Regions from separate parts of the Mus musculus genome. Here all the other regions are linked to region 1. The links are chromatin contacts, called in public Hi-C and HiChIP or PLAC-seq maps. All regions are on one chromosome and are shown on one strand. The core of a region is the stretch at or near the end of the contact, and the rest is flanking DNA. Distances in the headings are between cores, read along the strand shown.

Region 1 (3,022 bases), core at 224-2,723:
AAAAAGCACTATATGCTCTTAGTTGTTGATTGACCCATTTTTCCAGCCCCTCATGGTAGATTTGTAAATGAAAGAGTGACCTTTCAATGATGAGTGGAATACATTGATGTGTGTAAGTATTTATTGCCATTTAAAGTAAAAATAAGATTAAGGATCTATAGATTTTTCAATATATATTTAAATATTAAAGAATATGTAAATGCAGTGATAGAGTCATAAAATGTATGTACAGACCAGGTTTGTCCATGGTATGGATATGTTGGAGTCTGATTTCCCATTGGGTTTGATTTTTTAAATATAGAGTTGCTCTGTAAACAGGTGGTTATAATTTTAGGGAAAAAACCCATAAAATATATTAACAAAATGCAGCAGATATCTTCCTAAAGTTTGATTTAAAAGTTCCACTTTAAAGTTCTATCCCACAGCCTTGACAGAGGAGTCCCCACCCCCTAATTCTAAAACAGGATACTTTGGCTAAAGGGCTGGAAAATTGTTACATACTTGTGTAACATTCCTATAACCTAATGCTCTTCAACTTTTTCTCTCAGTTTAATCATTGGAGAGTGTTCTTGATTTCTATAGTCAATGCTTCACATAGTAACAGCTTGTTGTATTATGGTCTGTTAGCCAGAGGGTAGGTTTATTTTTAAAACCCTGAACTCTGAATTTTTCTTTATTTTTCCAAGATTGAAAGCAGCTGAAATGCCTGGAGATACAGGTTGAAGGCTGCTTCACAATATGTGGAGAGAGGCTTCCTTCCCTCCTCGTGTGTGTGTGTGTGTGTGTGTGTGTGTGTGTGTGTGTGTGTGTGTGTGTGTGTGTTTGTGTGCGCGCGTGTATGTGTGTGTGTGTGTGTGTGTCTGTATATGTGTGTGTGTGTGTTTAATTTTTTCCTAACAAATGTCTTCTAACTGGCAGTTGCCTAAAAATAGAAAACTGCTTAACTAAAAATAGCCTGGCTCTCAGTCGTGCCAAAGAAAATGGAGAGGAATAGGCGTGGAACAGAGGGCTGAGTAATCCAGTTCTATTCATTCAGAGAAACCTTTGAGAACACAGGCCATGATAAAGTGCCCTCCAGAAACCACAGGCTGGACTCTCTCTTCAGACTTCGAGGTGCCAGTAAACATTTTAGCCCCAGGATAGTTTTTTTCCCCTTCATAGATTGTAAACATTTTCTGAAAGACAAGGCTTTGTTTCACAGAACCTGACAAACTGCCATAAGTAACTTTTGTAAGGTCTTAAAATTTCATAATTGTAAGGCTTTCTTTTTTAAGAAAAAGGATTCTTAAATGAAAATGTTGGAAAATTATGTACATCATGTAATAATTAACAGGAAACTCTGTTATAATAAAAAAAAAAAGCCCTACTTACTGCTTGCAATTAAACTCAAAACTTTCAAGTTTCACAGAGAGATTACTTGTGTGACTCACTGTGGCTGCAGAGCAGCAGCTGACGCGTTGGCTTAAGGCCCTTGGTGGAAGGACAGGCTTGGCGGAATAGATCCCCTATTTAACCACTTTCTTAAAGCTGTCTACACCCAAGCAGGTTTTTTTTTTCCCTTTTAATTCTTAAAATGGAATAAAAACCATCTCAAAAAAAATCCTTTAGAAGATGGCTTTCTGTTTTTAAAACTGGCATTCTGAATAAGCCATTTTTTACACAGACACATAGACAGTTTTTGCTGTGGTGATTACACACACACACACACACACACACACACACACACATCGTTTTCTTTTGGTTAAGTAATCTAAATAATCAGGTCAAACATAGCAACAGGAGTGGAGATGTCAGCGCAGCTCAGGAGTTGCATGGGTCTGAGCATTGTTATTTTCAGTTCCTGTAATGCAGCTAAGGACTCCTGAGACAAAGGAAACTAATGGATGGAAAGAGACTTAAATCATTGCTAGAAGAATCAAGGTCCTTGTATCTGTGTACATTGACTCTTCTGGTCTCCTTCCGTCTTGTAAAGCATTTTGTCGGTTTCCCTGTTGGCCCCCTACCGCTCTTTGTAATGGATGCAGACCACAAGTGATTCCTTTATGCAGCACACAGGGTGTAATTGTGTCTGTGTGGTGTATTAGTAATTACCAAGCTGAATTCCCATATTGTATCTTTACTGCAGGCATGGAAAAATAGGACACACAATCCTGCATAACCATTTCCAACCTAGATAGTGAGCCACTCAGAGCTGTGTTCTAGGGACAAAGCTGTTGACGTGTATACTTTAAAACAAAATTGTCATTATTCACTCAACTTTGGCAATGGTTATCTTCGATATTATAGTATCTTTTTCACTATAAAACAGTCTTTGCAATGCAAAATATTGTCTTTTTAATTGTTGACATAAAAAATTTAATATTGTTAGATAGCATATATTCACTATGCTAGCATACAGAAAGAACTGTTTCTGAGTTTCTACATACAATAGGTTATATGACATTCATAAACATCTCAAAGTATAATTATGTTAGAGTCATTTTGCCCTTAAACAGTCATATTTTCATATATAATTTATCAACCTTAACTCAAGCATTGTTAAACCAGAAAGAGCTGACAACAAATTTTTGTTACAGTAAACAGATACAAATTAATAATTAATTTCTTCGCTATAAAATTTGCATCCATCCTTTATGTATTATGTAGTTGCTATCGATTTGACTACCTCCTAATCTGTAGGGACTTGAAACAACTTCAGGACTATTTATCTATAATAGAAGTCAAAATAAAACAAGCAAGTTGGTTTAGACAAGATAAATTCCACTTTTGTGTGTATGTGCATATCAGATGCTTCTAATGACAATAAAGTACTGTTAACTACAGTAGTAAAGAAAGCAATAAGGCCATTTTGATTGAGGATAATAGCATTAAATTGGATATATTTTGTGGATTACTGATTCAATCAGGATGGTAGTTACATTTTATTATCAAATATAAAAGTGACCTTTTGGTCTTTATGTTTAAATTTTTATTTTTGACTGTAGATCTTTTTTATTCAAGCAATAATTATTAAATTACAACT
Region 2 (3,022 bases), core at 259-2,758, 710 kb before region 1:
TTTGGAAATTACACAGTCAGTATAAATTTATCCCCAACTCAATTTCAGAACTTCATATAACACATTGGAATAGATATTAAAATTCCTCACTGTTGTCAAGGTAGATTTATTAAAATTCAATCTCATTTTTATTTATCACTTTAAATTTAACAGTATATTTTGTTTATATAGATATTTTATTATTTAATGTCCTAGCACAAGGCCAAAGAACAACTTTAAATATGTATATCTTCTGTTAGTAAAACCAGAACAATCACTAAGTAAACTGTATTCACCTTGCTTTATGTATACAGCTCCTTGATTCTAACAACAGGTGAAAAAATATTCTTGGTTCTTTCTCCCAAGACACAAAGAAGTCATATTAATAAATTAAGCTGATGGAAGTAAGTTAACCCTGGATATAGTTAATATTCAAATTAAAATGCCAATTTGGTAATTAATCTTTCAACAGTGGAAAAAAAAAAGGACAGGAGAAAATTCAGGACCTAGAAATATATTTGCTTGTTCTACATGCTCATTTTCAAGTGTGTCCAGTTCATAGCCCAGGTTGTATCTGAAGAGATGGATTTCCCCTTTCCCTTTTCTACTTTAGCACTGGTATTGTCTGAATCCCAGAGTGAGCAGCAATACATCATCTTCTTCAACATCTGCTAGAGCCTCCTCTCCTCCTAATCTGCCCAGATCCCCAAAGCCTTTCCCACCTGCTCTAGCGCCAAACGCTCATTATAGCACACAGCTATGCCCTTCAGTGCCTGCATTCCCCATCCTCAAGGTTAAGGCAGAACAATGACTATTATTAAGTCAGGCCTTAGGAATATGAAAGCAAACTGGGCAAGAAGAGGGGGATGGGGAGTGGAAGCACTGGGTAGGATGCCAGAAGAGCTGGCAGGAAAGAACTGCTAAAAAACTGTGGCCAATTTTCCAGTAGAAACATGAGTCACTGAACAAAGATGCCCTAGAAATAAATAGCTTCCCTGTTCATTGCCTAGTCCAAATGAGGACCACACCCTTCAGTGGTTTTGTGTCAAGGTACTTACTGGTATGGCTTTGAACAGCTAGTGGTGAAAGCAAGGTTAAAAATAGCCAGTTTGAAAAGCCTGGCAAATCAAGACGTTGTGTTTACTGCTTGGCCAAATGTAAAGTGTAAGCAATTGGATGCTGTCCTGCCTTCCATTTTTCTCCTCAAATCACCAACCTGCTTCTTTGGCTTGCATCATCAGACCAACTACCAATGGAAAACTGAGTCAGGATAGATTTGACTTCTTAGGAAACAGGGGGATTCATAATTCATCTGAAACTATAGATTCATCCTAAAATTTCATGATACATTTTTTTTAATTGAAGACGTGTAATCAAGGGTAAGAGAAGAGATGAGAGGATATTTATTTTAGATGCCCTGCTTGGGAAGTTTATACACTTCTTGGCTTCTGCCAACTAGGTGTAATTTCCTCTTCATTTTGTAGATGTTTTAGAAGTTAAGTATCATTTCCTCATGAACACTCATAGGAAAATTCTTGCAGAAGTTCATGCATGTGACTCCCTCAGAGAGAATCAGACAGTGCTTTCTGAACTGACTGCTCCAGAGTGGTCCAGAGCAGACCACTGAGCAATGTCCCAACACTATCAAATCCCTCCCTGGGTTCTTTATCTCCTGGAGAAAATACAAAGCCACAGGTTTCCCAAAGGCCCCCTACTAAGACTCTACTTGCTTTCATCACTCAGGTTACCAAGGAAACGTGTCACTACAGCCAAAGAGTGCAACAGTCTGAGCAAGTGACAGGCCACTAAATCCACTTACTTCTCTCCCAAAGATGCTAAAGGGACGGCATGTGGTTTCATTAATGAAGCCAGCAATGTTTAAACTACCAGAGCTAGAGCTGGAGCTGGTTGGTGCGGTGTTAATGACAGCATACCTGTACTCTCACATACCTGTACTGTCACACACCTGTACTGTCACATACCTGTACTGTCACATACCTGTTCCGTCATGTTACACTTACAAGACTGCTGTATTTGCCTTTCCTTTTCTAAAATTCCACTTTTGAAAATTATATCTGATTTTGTAGAGACAGGTTTTCCTTCTCAATTTTTAAACGAAAAATAAAAACAGACATGTTAAAGAGTCCTGATTCTCACCTGGATTGATAAGGTTGTTTTGGATAAGACAGGAATATAGCCATAGTTTTAGCTGGATGATGAACATTCGAGGAGCAGAATTTTAAATCTGTCCATCTTTCCAAGGCATTCTGCATGTGATCACATATGCATTAGCCTACCTCCCTGCTTCTTGGCTGTCTTATTTTTGAGACTGGGATGTAGCACAGAGTATTACGATAAAACATTATGTAGACATAGATTTGAAGATATATAAGAAAACTGGTAAAAGCATGTTTCCATTGAGGTGAATCTCATGAAGCCAAGTGGTGCCACAGTATGGGGATCCCCACCTGCTTGCTTGCTTCCTGATTATTCACCTGTGACACTGGATGAGTCTAATTTTCTTTCTGCTATTTTGATTGGGTTATATTTCATCTTATAAAAGGGGGAGGGTGGCAATCATTGTTTAGCTTCATAAGAAGGTTAATATAGAAATGAATGACAGATTTCAGAATTGTTTAATACATAATAGGATGCCATTAATTTGTTGAGGGCCATCTACTGGTATAAAAATTAATTAATAAAACCCAGTAGCAGATTGGCTACCCACCTCAATGGTTTGGGTTCCCAAATGAAAGAAACACACGCGCGCGCGCGCACACACACACACACACACACACACACACACACACACAGCCTTTATATTTTAATATGCCTTAAGTAGCTCAATAGCTAGGCTATTGCCTAATATCCACTCCCCCCTCCGACAATTCTGAACTACTACTTAGTAAATCCCATGCTGTATCTTGGCTGCTCTAGACCCAGCAGACTGCCCAATTGGGGTGAGCTCTGGGCCGTGCTCTCCAGGTACATGGCAGCCAATTTTTAATCTATTTTATGCCACATAATTTATACTTACATTATT
Region 3 (3,022 bases), core at 309-2,808, 650 kb before region 1:
TACTGATCCCATGCATGCTACCATACAGTCTCTGGGAGTTCATATGTCTGCCATCCTTATGTTTAGAAGGCCTTTAATCCTTGGTGTCCTTTATTTTCTTTGGCTCTTACACTCTTTCTGCCTCCTCCAAAGTACAGACAGATTCAAGAACGCAACTATAACATTTTGTTGAGATCACAGATAGTTTATATGGTATGTTTCACAGATCCATTCCGTTAGACAAGAGAGATGAGGAGGCAGGGAGAAAAAAAATATTAGCTTGTTTCTGACATCTCTGCTACAATTTATCTATGGATGTTAAGGTTGTTGGACTACAGTCATTGCCTTGAATTGGTTTACAGTAGAGTGATCTGTTTTAAGAATATGTCTCATGATGTAACCATTAGCGGTATCTTAAGAAATCCAAAATGTTGCTAAGACACTATTAAAGAAAACACTGATAAATTATCTTAAATAAAAGAGGACCTGTCTAAAAGGAAAATACCATGCATGCCTCAGATTTCTTTGAGTAAAAATCAGACCAAGGATGTTAACTAGGACAGGGATGCCTTGTGAACTCACTGTTGATACAGATGCCAATGCTTTCATACTATACTCCACATACTACCGTAGTCAGTGCTCTATACTCTAAGGAACCTATAGCCCCACGTTGCTACTGAAGCCTTCAAAAAGCTTGGGTTTTCAAGCCCTTGAGATTACTTGTATATATAAGTGATCAATATACATGGTTACCAAAACTTTATTTAAGCCAAGTTCAGAGTATGACAAGGGTTACTAAGAGAAGTCCATTGTTAGTGTGTATAGGAGAGTATTGACCATGGATATTGTGGATACAACTGGACTTATGGCAACTTGTACAGTAATAAAATGGGCTCTGACCTTCTCATGATCATGATCTTTATGATCTTCATATGGGAAATACTGAACCACCTGTCAGCATGTCTTGAAAGTTGTAAAAACTCGATAATTGTTTGTTGAATACATTATTTGATGGGTTTCCAATTTCTGTGTGCGGCATTGTTAGGGAAGAATCCCTTGATTTTCTTTTGTTCTAGGGTAACAATTTTAGTGTCTTATTTACTATCAAAATCTGTGGCATGCAAAGATGTTTACACATAAAACCACCCTGACAGTTTTACATAGAGTAACTGTAAATGCATAAAATATTATTAGATTTTTTAAAGAGGAGAGAATCTTATAATAGTTCACATGTAGCAATGATTTTTGAATAGTTTACCGCAGTAACAAGGGCAAACAACTTCATCTCAAAAGTTCACACAGTTTATTTAAGATAGTTGGTAGCTCTGACATTTTCTCATAATTTTATAAACAGTATTGTTTACAACCAGCAGCATATGACCTGACTGAGGTAAAAGAGAACAAAGTAGAAAGAGAAAGGGGAGCTAATGCAGAATAAAGCTGAAAAATACAGACTAGAGAAAGGTCCTTTATGTCGCTGAGATAAATTGTCACACCCGTTTATGTTCTACATCATGGGCTTTTAACACGTTCACAACTTGCATGTGTCATATGGGCATGAGCTGTTCCTCATCCACCCACGCAGACTTCCTTCCTAATAGCAAGTTGTTTCAAAATATCTTGTCAGCAAGCCTGGGCTGCTGCTGGAATACACTTGATTCTGAAACCCTTTGTACTTTGTGAAGGAAAGAAATACTCCGTTTCACTCCCAGCATCAGAACATAAATAAGCATCATGTGTCATTTCAGCAATTATGCGTATTTGACTTAAAGCTATGTAAAACACAAAAGCTATTTTTCCTGATATTTAAAATTTAAATGCTGTATACATATAAAATATTTTATAAAATACAATAACTATGCTTTTGGTTTTCTGGATTTTATTAAAGAACCTTTTCCTTTAATTTTTTTTGTTCTAGTTAAGCAAATCTTTTAAAATTGTTATACATTTAACATATCTTAGAGAGAAATCTCAGTGTAGTCGATGTGTAACCGCTCAGCACACAGGTTAAGAGATTAAGTAAAGATAAATTAACCACACCCAACCTCAGAATTTTTCATTTTTTTCAAAAAGAATGATAATAAATCCTAATAAAGATGTTTGAGAAGACTTGTGTTAAACATTGCTTAGACCTCAGTGAACCTTATAACTCTAAAACTTCTGGTATGGAGCGAACATCCCTCTTTGGTCTGATCTTGTTGCTTGACTCCAATAATTTGTTCAGAAACATGAACATACAAAATAAAACCCTAGAAACAGAGGTCTGACGGTTGCCCATGTCTCACAGTTGCTGCACCTGAACAGGAGCTCTAGTACAGGAATATCAACTAGCTAGAAACGACAGTCACATCTATGCTGCTTCCTGAGTGTGTCCGGTTCACTATGGGCTGGTAACCAAGTATATGAACCTTCTTGTCATGTGTGGCAAATATTGCTTCACTGAAGAAATGCAATTACCTCTTGACATTACAATATTCTCAGCCTTTGTTCTGCAATAATACCTGAGCATGGGGTAAGAGGTGTTATATAGATGTCCCATGGGAACTGAGCATTTCACAGACTGTATTATCTGCATGTTGACCAGTGGGGCTCTCTAAATTAATTGGCATCTACTGTAAAAAGAAGCTTCTATAATAAATGTTGAGAGATTAACTAATTTTCGGGTGCAAAGATGAAAGCAGAGAAATGTTTGTTACAATTTTATTTAGAAAATTAATAGCATCAGGTTCTCCCTAAGAGCTTACGACCTAGCCATCCAACAGTTTTGTCCAAATCAATGGGACTAGGCATGAGTTCCACTAGAGTTACTTGATGTCAAATGACTTTTTGTCTTCTGTGGAATGAGATGCACACTACATTTTTTTAAATGAGATAGTTCCTTCATTTGCATTTCAAATGCTATCCCAAAAGTCCCCTATACATTCCCCCTATCCTGCTCTTCAACCCACCCACTCCAGCAGCCTGGCCGTGGCATTCCCCTGTACTGGGGCATATAATCTTCAAAGACCAAGGGCCTCTCCTCCCAATGATGGCCGAGTAGGCA
Region 4 (3,022 bases), core at 318-2,817, 570 kb before region 1:
GAAGATGGAAATAAGATAGTGGAAACAATGTCAAGCAACATGTGTGGGCTTAAAAACGAGTTCCAGATAAAATTAGGTAACAAATAGATTCAGCAGTAACATGAAGTTGGCTGATGGAAGAGATCATGTTAATCATAGTCTAGGTCTTTTTATATTTCATAGAAAAGTTAGTAAAATCCATGGGCATGTTGAATATGTTAATTATTTTAATGGTAAACTATATGTGAAATAATAAAAATGAATCTCACAACATTCAAATAGTTATTAAAATATAGAAAACTTTATTCACTTAACTGAAAGCAAGATAACATATAGAATGTTATATCTATATGTACAACCATTCATAAATTTCAATACCATGATAACTTGTAGAGTAAGTTAAGAGTATAGACATTTTAAAATAATCTACCAAAGTAGTTTCCTAAACATACATGTGGTAGCAAATGAAAAAAAATCAAATGGTAAGATGAATGTCCAGTCTTTAAAATGATATTCTTTGAAGGCAATGGGAGGAAGAGAATAGTACAGCAAGAAGAAAAATACAACTATATCTGTATGGCTGTATTTTTCCTATCCCATTTCCATAGTTTGAAATTTTAAACATAAATATGACGAAATGTTAAAAATTATTTGTCTGCCTCCCAGATATCTGATGGCTTCCTGGTTTAATTCAACTAGATGATAGATTGTGCCTGTGTGTAATCATTTACCACTCCCTTCTTTATAGAACTTTAGTATCCCTTGATTCAGTTTTTGTTTGTATGTGTGTGTGTGTTTGCTTGTTTGTTTCTATTTTAAGCCTTGCTGTTGTCTTTATTCAGATAGTAACTTTTTAAATTACAGTAGGAATAAATTGTTAAGGGAAAATCTACCTCTTAATCTGGACCTCTAAAACATCAACATCTTTAGTAAAGCTTGTTAATGTCTTCACTATATAATTTAATCATGAGCACCTACTAAGATGATTTCTTCTCCATCTCTGCTTCAGATCTCACCCAATATTGGTGATTTGCATTTTATAGGTCATGCTTAGCTTTGTATACTTGTTACAAACTAAATTTATCTGGGAAGATAAAACTTAATTGAGGAATTGATTATAATACATCGTCTGTGAAGAACCGCCTTAGCTCTTAATTTATACAGATCACTATGGGTTGCACTATTCCATAGGTAGTTGATCCTAAAGTGTACCAGAAACCTAGGTAGGTATGAGACAGTGAGTAATCCAGTAAGCAAGCCAACAAGTAACATCCCTCTATAATCCTGAATTGAGCTTCTGCTCTAACCTATGTCAATGAGAGACTAACAAGGAAGTGTAAGCCAAATAAGCATATTCATCAGAGTGTTTCTTTGAATAAAATGAAGCTAGGACATGACTTGGTACTGAGAGTGGTTTTGGTCCTGTAATAAACCTGATTGTGTGACTTTTATGCACACAATCTATACTATTTTATGGAAATACTTGCTACTCTAGAAAAGAATTATTGAATTCTGTAGGCAGTACTTAATTAGTCATTCTTATGATAGCTTAGAAGTCAGCCATTCAAAAAGGAAGTTGGACAGTAAAGGCACAGTTCATGCAACAGTAAAAGGAAGCAAACTATCTCTGGGAACTTACATCAGGATTTGGTCCTGTGATACAACAACTAAAAACCCTAGCTATATTCTGCCAGTGTCCTGCAAATACACAAGGAGCTGTGATTAAAACGAGTATAATGTGTTCTTTTGCAGAAATTTCAAGACAGCAAAATAGTGTGTCTATAATGTGGTTATTAGTTATTACTCTTATACAGATATAGAATGAAAATATAAAAACAAGGTGGCAGAAATAAATATTAAAGTCTAAAGTTTGAAGAGAAAAAAGAAGTAAGATGATTAATATAGCAATGAAGCTTTGTTTTTAAAAGAAAAGAAGCTGTAATTGTTAAAGAAATTGCTGTTCTTACAGAAAGGCATCCTGCTTTGCATGGAGAACACATAAAGATGTTCTGAGAACAAGACTCCACCCACTTAAGCTTCGAGTTTGTGAAAGAAGGGGGACGAGGGTGTTTCCAGCTCTTATAGTTATTTCCTAAGGGAGTTTATTCTCATCATGAAGAAGAGTTTTTCAACAGTGATCCACCTGGGGAAGGGGCACTTCTAGGTTGGCTGGCAAAAGTGCCAATGTCATTCATGTAGTACTGGTATTTGAAGCATGAAAGGTGCAAGATTGAAGGGATGATGATTTTTTTCCCCTTAATCAGGAAACAGGCCATAGAGCCTACAATTTCCCTACAATGAAACCCTAAGAAGCCATTTTGTGAAGCTGTGACAGTGGGGTCTAAGTTGTGGTAGGGTCAAAAAGCTGTGGAAGATTCCAGTGCTATTAAATATTCGCCAAGTAGACCTGCACACAAGGAATGGAAACAACTCAATACATATATGTATGTTGCAAGCAGAAACCCTGGGGGAGGGTCAATATCATCTAAGCCCCAAATACCAGACAGAGGGAACATGTGTTGATGATTTCTCTCCTGGATTTTGGACTTGTTTTGAGTCATGAGGCCATGCCAGTGCCTGGCAAATACAGAAGTGGATGCTCACAGTCATCTGTAGGATGGAACACAGGATCCCCAATGGAGAAGCTAGAGAAAGTACCCAAGGAGCTGAAGGGGTCTGCAACCCAATAAGTGGAATAACAATATGAACTAATCAGTACCCCCAGAGCTTGTGTCTCTAGCTGCATATGTAGGAGAAGATGGTCTCATCGGCCATCTCTGAGAAGAGAGGTCCCTTGGTATTGCAAACTTTATATGCCCCAGTACATGGGAACGCCAGGGCCAAGAAGTGGGAGTGGGTGGGTAGGGGAGCAGGGCAGGGGGAGGATATAGGGAACTTTTGGGATAGCATTTGAAATGTAAATAAAATATCTAATAATAATAATAATAAATTTTCCTCACTATGTAGATTCCTACTGTATATTCTTTTCTATTGTATGTTGGAAGTATGCGATTTTTTTCACTTTTATTTCACATGGCTTCAC

What was found. Hi-C and Micro-C count contacts between places; a contact is called where the count stands out from the background. HiChIP or PLAC-seq counts read pairs in DNA pulled down with a chosen protein or histone mark.
Region 2: a Hi-C map of myocytes shows a contact between it and region 1, with 3 times the contacts expected there. The contact joins two enhancer-like sites. A contact is called at or near these places in 1 of 484 Hi-C or Micro-C datasets (myocytes) and 2 of 115 datasets of contacts at active chromatin or transcription factors (the 230-238 cell line and large pre-B cells).
Region 3: a contact with region 1 is called in an H3K4me3 HiChIP or PLAC-seq map of bone marrow-derived macrophages, with 8 times the contacts expected there. The contact joins two enhancer-like sites. A contact is called at or near these places in 1 of 484 Hi-C or Micro-C datasets (bone marrow-derived macrophages), 2 of 115 datasets of contacts at active chromatin or transcription factors (bone marrow-derived macrophages and large pre-B cells) and 1 of 9 other capture datasets (bone marrow-derived macrophages).
Region 4: an H3K4me3 HiChIP or PLAC-seq map of bone marrow-derived macrophages shows a contact between it and region 1, with 4 times the contacts expected there. The contact joins two enhancer-like sites.

What each region holds. Positions count from the first base shown.
Region 1 is chr13:83,603,053-83,606,074 of GRCm38.p6, forward strand. The region is part of intron 3 of Mef2c (myocyte enhancer factor 2C); the gene reads left to right. Gm52043 (a long non-coding RNA gene) reads right to left here. Exons shown (of 3, transcript XR_003950628.1): 1 at 1-3,022. Among named protein-coding and RNA genes, the nearest start is that of Gm52043, 21 kb to the right of the region's middle. Within about 2 kb of position 1,474, at least 154 of the 459 cell types and tissues checked have an H3K27ac peak or open chromatin away from gene starts, as enhancers often do. A contact at or near this core is called in bone marrow-derived macrophages and myocytes, where this site is marked.
Region 2 is chr13:82,892,108-82,895,129 of GRCm38.p6, forward strand. No RefSeq gene overlaps it. Among named protein-coding and RNA genes, the nearest start is that of Mir3961, 200 kb to the left of the region's middle. Within about 2 kb of position 1,509, at least 40 of the 459 cell types and tissues checked have an H3K27ac peak or open chromatin away from gene starts, as enhancers often do. A contact at or near this core is called in myocytes, where this site is marked.
Region 3 is chr13:82,948,198-82,951,219 of GRCm38.p6, forward strand. No RefSeq gene overlaps it. Among named protein-coding and RNA genes, the nearest start is that of Gm33073, 170 kb to the right of the region's middle. Within about 2 kb of position 1,559, at least 28 of the 459 cell types and tissues checked have an H3K27ac peak or open chromatin away from gene starts, as enhancers often do. A contact at or near this core is called in bone marrow-derived macrophages, where this site is marked.
Region 4 is chr13:83,028,799-83,031,820 of GRCm38.p6, forward strand. No RefSeq gene overlaps it. Among named protein-coding and RNA genes, the nearest start is that of Gm33073, 90 kb to the right of the region's middle. Within about 2 kb of position 1,568, at least 1 of the 459 cell types and tissues checked has an H3K27ac peak or open chromatin away from gene starts, as enhancers often do. A contact at or near this core is called in bone marrow-derived macrophages, where this site is marked.